Linked DNA regions of Mus musculus: region 1 is linked to region 2. The links are chromatin contacts, called in public HiChIP or PLAC-seq maps. All regions are on one chromosome and are shown on one strand. Each heading gives the region's core, a stretch centred on a gene start, on an enhancer-like site or on the middle of the called end of the contact. The rest is flanking DNA. Distances are from core to core; before and after follow the strand shown.

Region 1 (5,997 bases), core at 165-2,664, 340 kb after region 2:
AGGGCCAAGCCTAGAGGCACGGCCATCACCTTTCCATATTCCCTTCCCAGGAAGCATTCTCTTTAATCAAACAGCACACTTGTAAGGAACTTCCCCTATGCCCACCAAGGTAATTTAAAAACCAACTTAAATACGTCGGGTAACGCTTGTCAAAAACCTGGATAGGACTCAGATTTCTGGTCACGCTTAATTTCAAAAGTTGGCTTATTTGTATTATATTTCTCCATTCTCAAATATCAGTTCATTCATGCCGGTCACAATTTCATTTTTTTTTTTTTTTTAACAGCAGAGGCAATGAAAACAAAATCCACCAAAAGTGAGATTAACAGCAAATAGCCCAAACTTTAAAAACAACATCTGCGGCCACAAACACCCTGTGCTGAGAGATGATTCAAGGATAGAGCATAGTCTCTGTTTGTTCACCGTGAAAATAGATACGAGCCCTTTAAAGCGTCATCCCCGAGCTTGTCAAAGGAGAAATGCCACCAGATACAATCCAGAGTTCCCATTCATAGCGCACAAAAGGAATGTCCACCTAAAGCTACCTCTAGAAGAGCACTACAGGTATCCTAGATTTGGGGGCTTAAATCAAAGTTCCCACTTGAGTCTCTAATTAGCCCCCTCTGCCATTAAGGGGGTCTCGAATCCAGAAAGCTTTATCCAACAGCACTTCCAGAGTTAACTCCCCCTCCAAACTGTCATAACTCGGTTCTCCTAATTATTTACTGGATGCCTCTCTAAGGCGTGCCCTCACCTGATGTTTTAAGTTCATATTTCATTTGGGACAACACTTAGTCTCCATTTAGAAACCGTCAACCTGCCTCAGGTTCAGGAGATTCGAGATGCGCCTCACCCACAAGAGCCAAGCCAAACACACCCAAGCAGCCAGACTTAAATAAACTCTGCCCTTTGCCGATACCTCCGGTGAGAAATTATTATAACGCATCAGAAGTTCAGAAAGAGGAAAAAATTTCAAATACCATCTGTCTTCCCAGGGCTTAAGTCCTGGAGTTCAAAAACAGTATCAATTGAATTATGTTTCCCCCTTCCCTTAGCTGTTTAGAATTTAACGTAATGCAAAGTGCTATTCTGATCAAAATCATATTTCTCATCTCTCCCCTTAAATAAAAGGGAGGAAAAAAATCATTCCATATAAATGCATTTACTATACAAATCTATTTTCAATTGAATTTGCTGCATGCTCTAATTCATCAAAATTAATACAGGTACTTTCTATGTTAAACAAAAGGAAGCCGACTGAAAAATCGGCTTCTGCTGCAGATGCCTTTCTCAATTATAAAACCGGTGAAAACAGAAATTTAACTAAGCCACTCGGTCAAACCCTCCGATCGGCTCGGCGCTCTTACCTGCCTCAGCTGAAGGCTTCCTTCCCTTGTTAGCAGTGTGCAGCATCGCTAGCTCGCTCCAATCCTCACCACGGGCTCAAATTACACCACCGCTAAGTCCACCCCCTCGCCTTTCCCCTTCTCTGCCTTCTTTCCTTTCTATTTATTTTTTTCTTTTTTCTTTCCTTTCCTTTCTTTATTATTATTTATTTTTTTGCCAGCAAGAAAAATACTTATTGAGAGTGATTAGTTTTTGTTGTCCCTTTTAAGTCCCTCCTGCAGGAAGGAACAGGGGAGCAATGTGACGCCACCTTTTAATCTTTTGTAAGAGTGAAAAGGCAGAAAAGGAACGCTCGATCAAGCTGAGCTGCACACATGACTAAAACTCGCAGGAGACGCTGCTGCTTGCTGCCTGGCGAAAGCACCGCCAGGCTTGAGTGTAAGAACAGAGAAGAGAGGAGTCGATGGAATGTGACAACGTATGTGCATCAAAGGCAGGGGGAGAGAGAACAATGAGCAAGGGAAGACAGCGAGGAGAGGGAGAGATGGAGGGAGAGGGAGGGAGAGAGAGGGAGAGCAGAGGGAGAGACAGGAGAGAGAGAGAGAGAGAGAGAGAGAGAGAGAGAGAGAGAGAGAGAGAGAGAGAGAGAGAGAGAGAGAGAGCACATACACACACGGAGAAAAGATAGAGCGGGGTTTCAGGCAGGGGACTCTGAGAATAAAGCCACAGTGCGGTGTCTGGCAGCTTCTGTTTTTATCTCAGCGAGCATGATCCGCGGCCTCTCTCATTTAGAAACACATCCGTGTATCTTCCAGGTTTGAAAACTGAGATAATCGCAGTGTGTCTCTGGTTTTGTCTGATTGGCATTTAACTGTGCGGTGTGTACCTGTGATTTTTTTTTTAAAGGATGCATTTGTGTGCAATTTATTTCGCATATTTATTTATGTAGGCAAAAATGAAAGCTGCTAATTTCTACGGCAATTTGCAATGTAGTTTTACTGGCAGATGGAAGTCTACTTACCATAACTGCTGACAAACTGCCACGGGTAAACAAAAGAAGAAACAAATGCTTCGTCTTGATAATTGTCTTAAAAAAAAAAAAAAAAAAGAGGAACCCACCCTAAAATATTAGCACTTGCAAAAATAGTGTTTCTTGGCTCAAGTTTAAAAGGTGATTTTTCTCCCTTAGTTTTTTAGAAAGAAAGGCACAATAAAAGGGAGACATAGTGTTTGAAGGAAAGGTCTTAGGGAAGAAGCTTTTTGTAACGCACACACCTAAATTCTCCCTGGTTTCCCTCCAAATGTGATGACTGGTGGCTTTCTGGAGTCCTGGGGCAGAGTTTTTGAGGCACTATTTGCCATGGACTTACACTGCATCTTCCTACCTTCCTCGACTATTTTAAAAGGAGGCTCCATTTTTTAAAAAAAAAAAAAAAAAACAAAGTGGCAAAGAAATGATTTGCCCATTCAAATCACTTCCAGGGCTGCCTCATGAGCTTTGTTCTATTTCCACTGTCCTCTAGCCACACGGGGGCCAGGATTACACAGTTAAATTCCCTCAGTGACCTCTTTTATAAGGATGTAAATTGCTGATTCCAAGGTCAAGTATTTGGTAGAAGTTAGTTATTGGTGAGATAACTGCCTGTTTTTCCATGGTAACCTGAGCCAACACAGTCGTGAGCTCGCAGGAAGAGGAGACGCCCAACCTTTCGATGGACCATCTCCTCAAAATCATGTTTCTGTAAGATCAGAAGGTCAAATCCATGCACCAGACTTAGAACACTTACCAATTCAGGAAAAACAAAACAAAACCTAAACAACAATAACGAGATAACTCAATAGTCCTTCTTTGAATTTCTACCACGTCATAGTCTAAGAGTCTGCCCGAGGACCCTCAGCATCTTGTAGTTTGGAATTCCTATGTGAGCCAGATGTAGAATTTGAATTGGTGCAAAAAGAATAAGACACTTTTGCCTGCCCCAGTCACAATGTGGTATTCAAAGTGGGCTTGCTTAATCTTGTTATGCCAGAGCATAACTCTTTTCATGCTCTGCCAATAGAAGGATATGTGTTTTGCTTGGACCCAAATAAAGAAGTACCCCCATCTTGGATACGCTCAGATGTAACTCTACTGATTATTAAGGCGGTAAAAGGAGTGGAGAACACACAGTGGCTGAACAGAAAGCTGCTGGCCAGAGGACAGAGGACTCAGAGTGGAAGAGAAGCTGTAAGGCTCCTGCTTTCTGAAAGGGTTGAATTCCAAACTCTCCACAGAATTTTTTCAGAGCACATTGAAAGCAGCAGCCTCAGAGTGACATTATTGATACAGGGTCTAGAGGTAAAATTAACTTTAGGTGAGGGAATATGTGGACTGAACAATTTTCTGACAATAGAAATAAAGATTCAGCTACCAGGGTGCGTCTATTTCAGCGTCACAGAAGTGGGGGCGTGGCATGGGGAGACTGGGCGAGCAAATGACAGACAATGAAAGATGAAAAGAAATCAACTCAAGACAAGGCAAAAAGATGTTTTAAAGCCGTAAATGGCCATTAGTGGTGTTCCTCATTTTGATCACATATGCAGGGAGGAGGTAGGTAAATATAGCTTATTAGATATGATATTTTTTCTAAGGTCTCTTGAATGAGGGTGGGCTACCAAAGATTAATATTTCTAATTGGAGTGTGACTTTCTATGACTTACTTCTCTATAGCATATCTTCACATGTACCTGCTTAGACTGTAGTTTATATTCTGGCGTTGATGTTACTAGATTCCTGGCCCCAGCTTGCTACGTGACCTTGACCACATCATTTTCTTCTTTGTGGATAACCTCTTGCCTTAAAAGGAACATGAGTCTCTGTGCCTCATGGCCTGTCGCTAGGAATAAAGAATGCATGTGTTGTGTGTGGAGTTTGCTCTTAGCACACAGCACATGCTTTGACATGGCAACCTCTGCGTTGTGAGGAAATCCTCTCAACTCCTTTAACATTTTAAAAATGGAAAACATAATATTTAATCGCCTCCCAAATGGATGACACAGGAAGACTTCTTTCCACTCTGACCTTCCTTACACGATCTAGTTATTGACACTGCCCTCTGGGTCTTTCCACTTGAATAATGCACTTAAAAACCCAACAAGTTCTACAACCAGACCAGTGAATCTGCCCTCAAAGCAAGCTTTCTCTCTGAATGTCCCCATCAGTGTCAAATGTAAAGATCTCTAAGACAGTCCTGGTTCATTTCTTTCCTTTGTCGCAATCATTCAATTTCCTGCACCCACCAAACACCACTCCCACATTTTTCAAAGATCTTGAGGCTTCATTTCCAGACCCCAGCCTCATCCTGATTTCTGTTCTGTTCCAGCTATTCTTTCCTGTAGTCCTTCTCTGTCTGTGGAAGACACAAGCATGGTACAGATATGCAGTATCCTTCCTGAGGACATTGTTAGGGCCCTGCCAACTCCTATATCAGATTGTAGCACCATCCCCTTCTCTTCTCAAGAAGGCACTTCAGATTCCAGTGAAGGAGAGTGACATTATTCTAGGTGTGACCTTGAATCAGCTCTAACATATAAAACAGCTAATCTGTGGCACACCAGCACTTTCCTATTATCGCCCTGTTAGTTGAGACACCTCTCCCCCTGTCATGACACAGCTTATTGAAAACAACCATTTGAAGAGGTTTTCTTTCTTCTCCAATTCATCCCTCACAAGCCAGAATAACCTTCTTAAAATGCCACTTTGAATGACATCTGTTCCCAATAGTTATTGATTGGCCAATTGAAAGTCTGTTTTATTTCATTATCTTACGTATTGGCTTAAAAAAAATCATCAAAGGTTCACAATTCCCTGGAGAATAAAGTGCAGATTTCTTTGCTACACATTGAGTCACCTCTGTGGTTTGACACTGACTATTCCTGTAAATGTTCTTCTATCACTGCCACAGAAGATATTGTCCCCCCAGCCCAGCACATCTGCAAGCCCTCACAGCTGCACACAGCCCCAGTTCGCTTTAGAGTGTCACCCCAACCCAATCTACTGCACGGCAGCATATTTAACTGCAATCTCTTGATCTAAGACCAGAACAGTTACAAGTCCTCCAAAAGGATGCCCTTGACCTTCCTGGTTTACAGCAGTGAAATTGCTTTAATCACAGTAGCCATCCAAGGGCCCCAGGAAAGGTGGCATATATCATAATTAGGAGCTTGGCTTTGGACTTTGCCCTAGGTCCAAATCCTGACCCTGGAATTTGCTTCCTAATTGTGGAACATTGGTTAAATACTGTCTTCTCTAAACCTTACTTTCCTCATTTATAAAATATGGTGAGAACTTTGTTATCTAATACGTGAAGAAGAATAAGCAGTTCAGATCTAGAACGTACACAATAAAGAACAGTTAGCAATCATACAAGTGCCCTCTAAGTCAAAGGGACTCATTACCTCCAATTTCTAACCCTCACCATGACCCACTGAATGGCTGCTATTAGAACCATTTTACAGAAATAGAACTGGGGGCTAGCAAATGATCTCACCAGATGTCACACAAACAGCACGTGGAAAAGCCAAATCTTGCCTTTCTGCCTTCCAGGTTTTTACAAATCTATACCACTCACACAGACCTTACCCTATACCATATTAGCTTATCATGACTTG
Region 2 (5,367 bases), core at 2,018-4,517:
AATAGCATAGAGGGGTTGATATCTGCCCAGCTCAAATGCTTTAGAGCTTATAAAATATAAAGGCTTGGGAATAAATGATCTGAAGTGGAGTAGAAATTCCCAGATAATATTAACTACAACACCATGATCTTGCAGGAATTTAGGAAACAAAATCAACTCAGCAGGCAGGTGGGTGTCAGACCTATCACACACTCTGATCGGCATGGTTTTAGATGCTCTTCCCCCCCCCCAATCCGTTTCTCTTCCCTTTCAATATTTTCTTTGTTTTCTACCTTAGAATTTAAATGTTTCAAACAGCTTCTTTCCAAACTAAGCACGTCCCTTAAGTTTTAGGTTTTGAAGAATGCAGTCCCCTCCCCGAGTCACCTTTCCTTTCCCTCTGAGAAACTAAAGAAACCTGAGCTCCTCTCCCTTATTTGGAATAAAAGCTAAGGAGTAATGTGTCCTTAAACTATAATTTGCTTGCATTCAGCAGCTTCCCATCCAGCACCACGATAGTCCTCTATGTAAATCAGATTTATTTATTCATAGGCACTAGTGTTCCATTACTTTCATCAAAACCAGTCAAGCTGCATTCAGCGGTTTCTGCATTCTTATAAACTAACTGGAAAAGCAATTAACATTCGCTAGCACTTTAGACAGTGGGAGAGGGTAAGGGACCCCACCACACTCTCCATAACACAACCTCTGTAGGCGGATGGCGCTGCAGAATGACGGTGCCTCTGTGTCGAGGGAGATAACAGAAGTGACACAGATTAAAACAAATTGTTGATCCATACCAGGGAGAAGCTGGGGAAACAATAGAAGTAAAAGCATAAATGTCAATTTAGGATGATAAAGGATACAATCTAAATGTAATATGAGAGGCCCCCAGACAAAAGCAAGAAATAGAGATTGCACATTAGTGAGGTATCAAAGTACTGGAGCATTATAATCCACGCGCCTGCACACGCCGAGTCATATGTTCCCGGCATATGAAAATACAAGCAACACATTGTTGATTGCTCAGCAAACCCAATTATGAATTAACCCGCCACTGCAGAAATTCTCCAAAATTATGCTCATTTCAAGCTGCTCAGAAGAACATTTTGTTCCTGTGGTAACTTTGCTCCCCATATTGCCTTCATGTTTTTGCTCCTTTCTCTTCTGAGTGCCTAAAGGCTACCAAGAAAAAAAAAATTCCCCAAACTGCTTTGGTTGTCAGCTCAATGCTTATTGGTCTCTTTGATAGATTAAGAGTAAGGTCAGCCTGCAAGGTCACCGCCCGAGCTTCCAAAACACCGCCACATGGCTTCTGCCACCTTTCCCTGGCAGTGTGCTTGATAAGTCAAGATCTGAGAATTCATTCCTAATTACTCTGCCGTCAGTTCTACTCCTGACTTTATGGTGACAAAAATCAAACCGCGGGCTCAGCTGTGGCTCTGTCTAATATAATAGCTGCCACTTGCTAATGCAGTGAGCGGAGCTTACGGGGAGGTGTGCAGGTGGTAACACGTCCCGCTGTCCTCTCAGTCTAGGGCAGCATCCCATTCCTGATGGACGTCAAGCGTCAGGGTGGTTATTAATTACCAGGATGGTCAGCATGATGCAGAGGGTCCTGGGGAGCCAGCCACATTCATAAAGTGCTCCGTTGATTGCTCAGCGCACATCTCAGGGTCTCTTTCTAAGAACCAGTGGTAATTGCTTTTATTCCCTTAACATAACTGTGAGGCTTTCGTAAAACAGAGAAATATAAATAAACCCATCTTTATCTCCTAGATGTGATGCCAAAAATGCATATAGAAACTAAAGTGTTGAGAGGCAGGCAATGTGTCATTCCACTAGTGTTTAACCTTCTCTGAGCACTAAGTTTGTGCTAGATAACTATATTACATGTTGTGGGTCAGTAAATGTAGCTTGTCATTGTGGGTCTATATCAGAAATAATAATTATAAAACTAGTAACAGCAATGATGCTAATAGAATAACAGTGGGGTGGTTGTAAAACTATTTTTCACTTTATAAGGGTTTCCTTAGAGAATTTGTCCTAAGTGTGTTGACATGTAGGCCTTTTTCATGTAGCCTAGATTGGTCTCAAACTCAAGATCCCCCCATCTAAGCCTCCTATGTGCTGGGGTCACACATAGCTATGTGTCACTATGCCTAACCTAAAATACTATTGATTCTTAAAGTGAACGCGGTTTAGTCAGTGCTTACACATATCCAGTTATGTTGCATTAAACACAAGACCAAGTGCTAGGCATAGGGAGACAGAATAGAATTAGGTGCTCAGAAGCAATGGCTTCTTTGGCCACTGATCACTTCAAATGGTCTCTGAACTTGTAGGATCAGAGTGGAGTCATTTCAATGCTTTCAATGGGTTTTTGGTGGTTACCCTTACTGCAAAAGCCCCCATTTTCTGGGAAGGGATCCTAAAATTCAGACAGGTGAGGTATGATTTCCATGGCCACACCTTGTATCAGCTCATGTTCTTTTCCCTAGTTCCTCTCATGTCTGAGGCAAGGACTTCATAACTTATTATGTAGTCCCTTGCCTAGAGACAACCTAACAATTTCAATTCATAAATCAAGTTGTCCTTGTAGGTCTACAACTCCCAGAGAGTGTGGTAGTCTTCTGTCATTGATGCAATCACCCCTTTCCTGGTTTTGTTTTTGTTTTTGTTTTTTTGGCATCTTAGAGTTTTCCTTTAGGCTGTAATCCTTTGGGATTTACAAATGTTTTTACTTCTTAGGTAACTTGTCTGGTGGCCAGGGATTTTGCTTCACCTCAGGTTCCAAACTGTAGTGTAGAAGTTCTCCTGCATGCTTCTCCCCCTCCCTCTAGAATATCATCAGGTACAGTTGGCTCTCTCAGCCTTAACACCAGGGGGTCCCTGTCCCCCTCTTCCCATCTCATCCAGTGTGAGAGTTATCGAGCTCCAAATATAGCCTTATTCAAGAAACCCGCTACCGCTCCCGGATTAAAAGACAACACCCAACTAGGAAAGATAGAAAATGCTGGAATCTGCAGCTACTGTTGCTGCTCAGTGGATGGTGAACCCAGACTGGTGGGTTTGCTCACCCCGAGAAGGCTAGAAGGCGTGGAGCTGCCAAGTGAAGGGCAGTGGGCTACTGAGAATAAGTGAGGCCTCCCACAGACTTTCCTTTCTTTTTCCTTTTTTTTCTCCTCCAGTTCGGTGCCTCCCTCCCTCTCAGGAAGAGCAGAGCTCTGCTCAGAGGCATCTCAGCCTTTCAAGGTGAACTCTAGTCCTGGAGACACGCTCCTCTGCAAAGGCTGGGGAGAAGGGAGGGAGGGGGCCAGATCAAAGCTGCCTTTGAAGTGAGTATAATTTTTGGAATGTTGCTAAGAGTGTAACACACAGTTCAGCAGGAAATTGGCTCTGGAAACAGCTTTGTAGTTGCTCCCCAGGACTGCCGATTTCCCTGACCTGGTGGCAGAGGTGCAGAGCCGAACAGTGGGGGAGAGGAAGATTGCTGACTCTCACCGATCTGATTTAAATTTTTCACCAGCCAAGTCCGTTGGCTCTGACTTGCTGAACAAAAACGTAGTACAATCATGTCCAAAACAAACTCTCAGAGGAGCATGCCTCTCTGCTGAGTCTGAGCTGGTTCCAAGACCAGACATAAAGGACAGTAAGGATGCCTTGCTTCCTGTGGCAGATCCAATAAAGCAAGCTATGTAGTAACCAAAATAGGGACCACTGGCTGACAGTGATGCTGTGTGACACACTGATGCTGGGTAACAGAAAGTGTAGCAAGTATTTGAGATACATGGCCCACTTCTTAAATTCTAACCATCAATGTGCAAATCCCACATTTAAAAAATATTCATTTTATAGATAAGAAAACTGAGACCCAGGAGGCCAACTCATTAAGGTCAGCCAGGCAAAATGGAGACACAAAAAGCCAAGAGCACATCTGTAATAATATGAACCCATCTTCCTTATCTATTCCAGGTGACTTGCATGCAGGACAAGAATGGTTGATGATAAGGTCCATTTTGTAACAATGGGTGCCCTCAAGATAAAAAAAAATGCAATATTTTAGTGAAATGGATTCCAAGTACATAGTCCCACGGGGAAAAGAAATGGATACCAGATCATCTTCCTTGTTAGTACGCAGTTATACTTTCTCCCAGGGATGCTATGAAGGTTGAAGGTGTTTTGCTCTTTCAGTCTGTGCCTTTAATTTCTCTTGTTGTTTCTTTTGTAAGGGGAAGGATGCAGAGGGGGGATTAGGTAGATAATTAGTGGATCGATACGGGGGAACAAAGGATTTTGCTGGGAAAGTGAGACCCAGTCACACTTCAATACCAGCAGAATCAGAGTCCGATGCCAGCTGAAGGGAGCTGGTGGGAAGTGGGGGTGGAGAAGAGAAAAGCAATTCAATATGGAGTGAGCACATTCAACAGGAGGGGAAAAGACACTTCCAAGAACGGATTCAGACACCTTAAATGAAAGCTTACTTGAGATGAAATTTGACCATATGTTGTCAGGGATTCAATTTCTTCCTTTTTCTACTGTCTCTCAAACTCCCTTTCCCATTGCTATGGACTAAAACTCCGCTAAACACTATGCCTAGATGTGTTATGCTTCATGTGTGATGTGGGGACCTTAGGGATAAAGGCAAATAGAAATCTATCTACTGCCCTTTCTCTCTTTATGCTGTTATTATCTTACCCAATCAGGAATGAGGGTGGTTTGAAGGGAAGGAGGTAGACACAATGATGCTACAGTAAAGATGTCCATGTCCTGACCCCCCAGCTCCTTCAACGATATAAACTTACACAACACTATGGATTGTGTTGTGTATTCTCTACTAGCCCCAGAAATAACTTGAGTCCTTAACTTCCAATTATTTAGAATGTGGCCTTATTTGGAAATGGTGTTATTGTAGATATACAGGACTATGATGAGGTTATGCTTAAGCTTCGTGAGCTCCTAATCTACTAGGACTGCTGTCCTTATAGGAGGAGAGCCTTGTAAAGACACAGAGCGTCACAGGAGAATATTATGTGACTATGGAGGGGAATCTCTTGACAGAAATCAGAGAAGTCAGTAGCAATGCAGAAATGCTGAATTGCTGATCAACTACCAGAAGTTAGGAAGCTGTAGATTTCAGAGAACAGGATTCTATAGATGCCGTCATCTGGATACATCTTCACAAGCTATGTGCTTTGTGATATTTTGCTACCAGAGAGCTAGAAGATTAATGTAAGTGGTAAGGCAGGATGAAGGCTGAAGGTATAAGAAAGTTTGCTAATCAGTTGACTTGGAGATGAGATTGCTTTGGATGTCTATGTGGGTCCACTGTAATCAGATGGATTCCTAAAGATGGAAGAGAGGGTAAATAACAGAAAATGAGGGGGA

The links. HiChIP or PLAC-seq counts read pairs in DNA pulled down with a chosen protein or histone mark.
Region 1: an H3K4me3 HiChIP or PLAC-seq map of craniofacial prominence shows a contact between it and region 2, with 4 times the contacts expected there. The contact joins two enhancer-like sites. A contact is called at or near these places in 1 of 484 Hi-C or Micro-C datasets (cerebral cortex), 6 of 115 datasets of contacts at active chromatin or transcription factors (craniofacial prominence, embryonic basal ganglia, embryonic forebrain and 3 more) and 1 of 9 other capture datasets (embryonic stem cells).

What each region holds. Positions count from the first base shown.
Region 1 is chr11:36,676,102-36,682,098 of GRCm38.p6, forward strand. All of the region lies in intron 2 of Tenm2 (teneurin transmembrane protein 2), which reads right to left. Among named protein-coding and RNA genes, the nearest start is that of Gm51889, 18 kb to the right of the region's middle. Within about 2 kb of position 1,415, at least 114 of the 459 cell types and tissues checked have an H3K27ac peak or open chromatin away from gene starts, as enhancers often do. A contact at or near this core is called in craniofacial prominence, where this site is marked.
Region 2 is chr11:36,330,949-36,336,315 of GRCm38.p6, forward strand. All of the region lies in intron 3 of Tenm2 (teneurin transmembrane protein 2), which reads right to left. Among named protein-coding and RNA genes, the nearest start is that of Gm33585, 24 kb to the right of the region's middle. Within about 2 kb of position 3,268, at least 28 of the 459 cell types and tissues checked have an H3K27ac peak or open chromatin away from gene starts, as enhancers often do. A contact at or near this core is called in craniofacial prominence, where this site is marked.